Linked DNA regions of Sus scrofa: region 1 is linked to region 2. A link is a contact called in public HiChIP or PLAC-seq data. All regions are on one chromosome and are shown on one strand. Each heading gives the region's core, a stretch centred on a gene start, on an enhancer-like site or on the middle of the called end of the contact. The rest is flanking DNA. Distances are from core to core; before and after follow the strand shown.

Region 1 (3,633 bases), core at 156-2,655, 500 kb after region 2:
GCCCAGGCCCTTGACCACTATCCCATGACACATGAACTGCCTCACTGGTCTGCAAGCACCCCATGCTTCAAACTGTATTGATTTCAGGTGGATTCCAGAGCCATCATCACCAACAAACGAAGCTGGATAAGCAGATCAAAGTGGTAGGAAAGAGCCATTTCTCTCTCCTGTGGGGTCTCAGAACCATCCACAAAGTAATCTTTGGATTATCGGCCCTGTTTCTGAGATCTCTTCCTCCTTTTCAAGAAACATCTATCACAAGCTACCTTGATAGAGGGTGCACTATGTCTCAGGTGTGTAAAATGCATGGGCTGATGTGTTCAAATCACAATTAGAATGAAACAGAATTACTGCAATGGAGAGTGGCGGGCAGCCAGGTCTCAGCTGGGGCCCCCTGATGACTTTTAAAAATCCACCAGGAACAGGATTTTTCAAGATATCAGCTGGTCCCAACAAAAGTGGACAGGAGGTCATCACGGGAAGGAAGGAAAGCGCTGGTCAAAAGGAAAACCGGAGGGAGCCTGCTGGGCCAGAACCTTCACCAAGACAGCAACCAGGCCAGATCACCATTCCACAGACAAGGGCTCCCAGGGCACAGAGGAGCCCTGAGCTTCAGAATTCGTACAGCTACTGCCAGGGTTGGTCGCAAACCTCAACTCTTGTCTGTGTGGGTTCTGGGCTGAGGGGGAGAAGCTATGTGCGTCAGAGAAATGGAACATTTCCAGGATCCATGGAGAAAATTACTGAACGTCAACCTCAGACTCTGCGAAGGGTGTGGCCCAAGCGGGCCCCAGAAAGCCAAAATTGGACTTCACCATTTTAAGTTACGACCTCGCCCTGCTTTTGAAAATTCAAAATCGGGATGTCCAGGGAAGAGAATAAAGTCCATGACCATCCAGGGGCGGCCTTAACCTCCTTTCAAGGCGAGATTTCTTTTCCCTCAATTGCAAGCGCTCCCCTCCAGATTCAAAGTTGGAAATAAATACTGCCCTGCCCGGGAACGGGTTACCGACCAGGGAATCTTGGCTTTCCTCAGCCAGCGGCGCGGAGGTGTTTGGGAAAGCGAAAGCCCGCTGCCCCCTTCTCGTTCGTGGTCCTCGAGGGACGCCGCGGAGCTTAAAGCCCGCGAGGGGTCTGCGGCGCGGGGAAGATGCGGGCCGCGGGCGAACGGCAGGGCTCGGGAGCTCGGCCGCCCCGGGCGCGGAGGCCGGCGGAGGTGGGGGGCACCGCCCGCTCGGACCCTCCGAAACCTCCCCACCCAGGCCCGGGTCTCCGAGGGCGCTCGCCCCGGCCCCAGTCCCCCCCGCGCCGGCCTGGGCGCGCCGCTCGGCCTTACCTAACTGCACCCTGCGTCCGGCTGCAGCGCTACTCCCCGTCGGGAGAGCGGCCCGGCCTGCGCGTCTTTATCGCCGGGGCTCCGGCGGGCTCCGCCTCCTCCCGCCCGCCCCACCTGCCCAGGCTCCGGCCCCGCCGCACGCGCCGCAGGCGCCCGCCCAAGGTCACCGGACCCAGCCGGCCGCCCAGCCAACGCAGGCTCAGTGACTCGGCTCCCCGCTCCGGTTCAAAATAAGACTTGTGGCCAGGACTAGATCGTTATGTTAAAACCCTGAAAACGGGAAGTTCGATGTTCCTCCTCCGATTTGTTATTGAAAACAAAAACACTAGGAAAATCCAGGACTTAGAATTTTTTTTAAACAAAGGAGGAAAATTCATATGACAATGTTTTTCAAAACGTTTCTGTGGGAGTGTTCTTGCGGCGCCGCAGAATAAGGAGCTTGTGTTGTTACTGCAGCAGGTAGAGTCACTGCAGAGGTGTGTGTTCCATTCTGACCTGGAAACTTCCACATGCCCTGGGCATGGCCAAAAAAATAAAAAAAATAAAAAATAAAACCCATATGTGTGCCCCATGCCAAGCTCCCACTTGGCCTGGCTGTAGTGTTATAAAGCCTGGCTACAGCCTAAGTCTCCTTTCTGCTCATAGGCTCCCGTACTTTTCAGCCACAGGCACGTCCGTACTTTTTTGGAACCAAGATAAAACTCTGTTGTGGTTTTCAAAGCTTATATTCATCAGTTTGGAACCAGAGCCACCATTTAGAATTGTCTTTATGTGACCATGTAATCTGAAGTTTCCATGTATCACTTTGTCACCACCCTCTTTATTACCGGCTTGAGGAGTGCCCTGGAAGAGAGAGTGGGGGAAAACAGCCCACACCTACAAATCTTACTCCAAGAGACTGATCTCTGTGAGGACCAGGAGATTCTCTGAGGATCAGAGTAAGAAAGTATGGATCTCAGGGCTGCTTATGCAGAGTGAGGAGGGGAGGAATTCTTGAGATAAGGTTCAAGCAGGGAAACCCCATAACTGAAAATGCCATGTGCCTTCTACCATGATCCTCTGATGGCTTTGGGATGTCAAGGAAGGAACTTTATTTGGTGCTGTCTTAATCTTGGTTTTTCTCTATACAAACAGGAGTCTCAGATCAGAAGGACCTGCTTTGATATTTAATGTGTGTCTGCTTAAATCAGCTAATACATGTATATACAAGAGCTTGTTTACAAAGCTCTTCCGCATGCATTTTCTATGCATCCTAAAAGCTCTTCCCTCCTTGAAACTCTTGGATTCTGAGATGCCGCTCTCCCCTAGTTTTGCATCCAGTTCCTTGACCTTTCATCTTGAGATTCTTTTTCATTACCCACTTGCTCATAACGTGGTCTCGCCAGGCTTGCACCAAGAATGATTGCTATTTGTGTTCCCTGAGAGACTACAGTGCACCTGTTTCGTTTTGCCTGGGGAACACAATTGGCTCCCATATTTACAGGTTCGGTATCGGTGGACTCATCCAATTGCAGAATCTGTGGTTATCAAGGGCTGGCTGTATTATCCAATTTTGTTACCTTTTATATAAGGAACTTGAGCATCTCCTAATTTTGGTATCCGTGGAGGTGCTGGAACCAATCCCCTGCAGATAGCAAGGGAGGGTGTGTGTGTGTGTTTGCAGATGATTTGCAAATTTTTATTCTCCAGTCCTGACCACTCCCTGGATCTTTATGTTCATATCCAGCTGATTGCTGGACATCATCTCTATGTCCCACAGACACACCTTGAATTCAAAATGTATTCAAATTTGAACTCATCTCCAATGTTCACTGCTTTTCCTGCAATTTTGTTTTCGTAAATAAAGTTCTGTACCTGGGAATCAACTTTGATTTCTTCCACTCCCACATCTGCGTATTTTATCATTTGGATACTTCAATTTCATCCTCTCTTCATTTTACTCCTACTGATACTGCCCTAATTCAGTTATGTAGCTTGTCTTTCTTGGGCCACTACAATCCCTTCACAGCAGGTTTCCATGCGGCCCATGTTCATGTCTGTGTCTCTTGCCCCTTTTCTACTACCCCGCTGGAGACCTGGCTGGTTTACCTCTCTAGCTTTTTGACTTTTTTTTTTTTTTTGCTTTTCATTTAATTTTTCCCTTTGCTCATCACCTTTCCTGTAAGTTGCCATCTTGCAGCCATCAAGTCTGCTAAGAATGGCAGAAGAGAAAGACGGAAGGAAACTGAAACATTGACTCCACTGGGCCACCTTATCAGCCCTGAACTCTAGTTACCTCTGACTTTTTACAAGAGAAA
Region 2 (3,541 bases), core at 728-3,227:
CATTAAAAAAACTTTACGCTGAAATATTCTCTTTTGCTTTTTTTTTTTTTTACAAAGTTCACATACTAGTTAAATCAGGACATTGACAAATTATCTGGATGGTGGTGTTCAGAATGGATTGGAGGAATTCTCTTGCGGCTGAGCAGGTTAAGGATCTGTCTTCACTGCAGTGGGCACAGCGTGCTTCTCTGGTGTGGATTTGATCTCTGGCCAAGGAATTTCCAACATGGGTGTACCCCCCCAATAATGAATTAGAGAGGGAAGAGACTGATGGTAAAGAGGTTAAGTTAGGACACAATAGGTATAAACGGGAAAAAAAAAAGACTTGAACTAATAGTGTTAGTTTGTCTAGCAACATTTGCTAAGGACTTAGTATAAATCAGTGTGTTGGGGACTCACAATACAATGATAAAAACAAATTTTTTTTTTTTTTTTTGGTACAGGATCTCCTCCTGGAACTTGCGGTATATATAGTGCCAATGCCAAGGATAGAAAGTTAAAAAAAAAAAAATCCTTCGCCCTTTTCAGCTTCCTGCATATATGTAGCAGTGCCTTATGAGAATGGAAGCTTCCCATTAGAGGTGACCCAGATAAATGTTTTGCAAAAATTCTGAAGGTTTGAAGTTCTAGTTGAATATTTTCCTTGTTTCACTTACAGATTTTTCTATTATTGTCACTTTCTTCTTTGAGTCATGTTTTTATCCTTTTTTTGGTTCTTTTAACTATTGCTTTTTAAACAAGTCAGAAGTAACTAAATACTAAGTAAAAAGGAATGGCTAACATGCTGCTATCTCTCTGAGAGACAGACAGTTTTGTTTTTCTGTTTTGGCAAACTTTACAACTGGTTATCCTCCCTAAGTTGAAAACAACCTTCTTTTGAAAATGCTACTTCCAACTGCTTCAAGGCATACTATCCGTTTCCCTTAAAGGCATCCTTCAAAATACTCTTCTCCCAGCTTGCAAAGCAGCCCGGAGTCAAGGTGTAGAATTAAATACGCAGCAATTTGCCACGCCTTTTGCCCTGCCTCTACGGCTATAGAAAGTGTCTGGGGACTAATACCTGCGCAGTAGAGGCAAGCCTAATGAAGATTTTCTAAGAAACTAAGAGAGGGCACTTCCATTCCTCAGAGAAAGGTGTTCCCAAAACGTTAAACATTAATTCAGGACAGAAAGGAAGAGAAAAAAGGTATATTTAAAAAGATCAACTATGAATGATAAATATTTAGAAGGTCAGTTGTTTCCTAGGGAAAAGAAGTGCAGACCAGGGCTTGGCTATATAACCTTGGACAAGTCACCTGAAGTTTGATTCCGCGCCCTACTTTGGACCGAGGATCTCTATGGTTCTTTCATCCCTAAGATTCTATGGTTCTATGATTCCGTTGTTTGAGATGGGCCATTCTGTTGATTTCCTCGTTTCCAGGAGGGAGCTAACTAGTTAGTCTCTGGGAGTGGGACTGACTACCTTGATGGAGAATTACCAACGCAGAGGTGAGTGAACTTCATATGTATGTACGAGGGTTTGGAGTTCGAACCGTTGACCCTTTGGGATGGGCGAGCGGGTAGGACTTATTTTCGACTGGAATTGTTCACTGTATACATTTCCCCTTTCTTTATTATTAAACCTTTAAAAAAAAAGGAAAAAAACCGCCAAGAAACAGACCCTAAAGGGGTAGAAGGGGGAAACTATGATTACGGGATTTCGAAAGGCCTGTAAAATCCTGCTTCCGCATTTTCATCCTTTCTTTGGTGGTTAGGATCGTTCAAAAAATACACATATTTGGTGGAGCGGGCCCAAGAGTGAGATTCAGAACAGAAGAGGGGGCGTTGGCGGAGGCTGCTTTTGCTGGCGCGCTGGCGTGAGGGAGCTGCGGGTCGGACCCACGCCGGCCGCCAGGCGGGCTCGAAGCTACAAGGGCGCGGCTGCGGGCGGGCGGGCCCCTGGGAGGGGCTTCGCGGAGGCGCCGCGGCCCGAGCCGAGCTGGGCCGCCCGGGCTCCGCACGCAGAGCGGCCGGGCGGGCGGTGGCGCTGCGGAGGCGGCGACCGAGGCCGGCGGGCGCAGAGGAGGGGCCCGAGACTGGGGCGGCCGGCGGCAGCCGCCTCCGTGACGACTGCCGGCAGCGCGGCGACCTGAGGATACCGAGCCGCGGGCCCCGCCGTCGCCGCCGCTCCCAGCTGTCTTCCTTCTCCTCGCCTGGCGTCAGGAATGGGCCTCAACCGCCGCGGGCCCCGCACCCCGCGCCGCCCGTAGGCCCCAGCAGTCGGAGGCCGGCCGGCCGGCCTCTGACCACCCCTCGCCCCAGCCGAGCCATCCCCACCCCATCTCCCTGGGAAAGAAGATGAGGGAGACGGGCCCGGCGCTCAGCAGCCAGAGCAGCAGCAGCAGCGGTCGGGGGAGGGTGTTTCGCCGTTTCTTCTTAGCCGCCAGGACAAGATGGCAGCGGCCGCGGAGAGGGGCTGAGCCCGGGCTGGGTGGTGCCGCCTGCTGAAGCGCCTGGCTCCCTGTCCCCGGCACGGCCCCGCACCCACCTCGGACATGCTCAGGGCTGCGGCCGCCCGACGAGGGGAGAGCGCAGGCCTCTAGGAAGGTAAGGGAACAGGGCGGGGGGCGTCCCATCCTGGGTTAGGGGCGGGGGAACTGGCTTCATTGGCCGCGCGTGCGGTCAAGGGGCCAGCGGACCTCTCCTCGGACCCCCGCCGGGCCCGGCATCCCCTGAGCGGCCCGCACCGGGCGCGCGAACTGCACCCCATCCGCGTTCTCCGCGCGCTCGTGCTCCGCGTGCTCGTGCTCCGCGTTTCCGCCCCGGCCCTCGCGGGGTGGCGGGTCCAGGCGTCTCCCTCGAGGCCCGGGCGCCCCCCCTGCGAGGCCGCGGACGCGGGGCCGCGCGTGGTTCCTGCGTGCGGTGGCGCAGCCTCCGGGAAGCTGCGCTTGGGCTGGGCCAGGCCGGGCGGCCCCCCGCCGCCCCCTGCCAGGGTTGCGCAACGGCTCTTCCCAGCAACCGAAGTTTTGTTTAGTCCCACTGGGGGCCTCTTCCCTCACCGTAGCCTGGGCCGTCACTACGGAGACCTCTTGTCTTTCATTAAGGGGAACGAACACAAACACACGCACGCACGCAACTTGAGCGCCGCGGTCGATGGCTGCGTCCCGGGCTTTGTGGCCCAGTCCCCGGCGTCGCCGAGCGGCGGGTTTGGAGGGTGTCCACTCCGGGGACGTGAGTGCGTGTGATTGTTGGGGAGGAGAAATGTGATCCGTCGCTCCGCGTCCCCCGCCGCGGCCGGAGGAAGGCGTGGCGGCCGCGCGGCGGGTCTGTTGCCGGCTTCTCTCGTTACGGTGGCGGCCGTCCGCTTCCCTTCCCGGCGCTGGGAGAACTCGCGGAAAGACCTCGGAGGAGAGCTATGTCTGTTTTCCTGTCGAGAGGGAGAAGGCTGTTTTAAAATGGTATGTGGCTCTCGGCAAAGCTGTTTCCCAGTCTTATCTGGGTTTGAGGAATTGCGCTAAAGGGTGTGTGCGTAAATTACCTTGGACCTGTTAACAGAGCAGTC

What was found. HiChIP or PLAC-seq counts read pairs in DNA pulled down with a chosen protein or histone mark.
Region 1: a contact with region 2 is called in an H3K27ac HiChIP or PLAC-seq map of skeletal muscle. The contact joins the promoter of CD59 here to the promoter of HIPK3 in region 2. A contact is called at or near these places in 2 of 5 promoter capture datasets (fetal liver and fetal skeletal muscle), 2 of 47 Hi-C or Micro-C datasets (embryonic fibroblasts and heart right ventricle) and 1 of 2 datasets of contacts at active chromatin or transcription factors (skeletal muscle).

Annotation. Positions count from the first base shown.
Region 1 is chr2:27,184,417-27,188,049 of Sscrofa11.1, reverse strand. CD59 (CD59 molecule (CD59 blood group)) reads right to left here and starts at 1,405. Exons shown (of 4, transcript NM_214170.1): 1 at 1,337-1,405.
Region 2 is chr2:27,684,362-27,687,902 of Sscrofa11.1, reverse strand. HIPK3 (homeodomain-interacting protein kinase 3) reads left to right here and starts at 1,977. Exons shown (of 16, transcript XM_021083205.1): 1 at 1,977-2,586.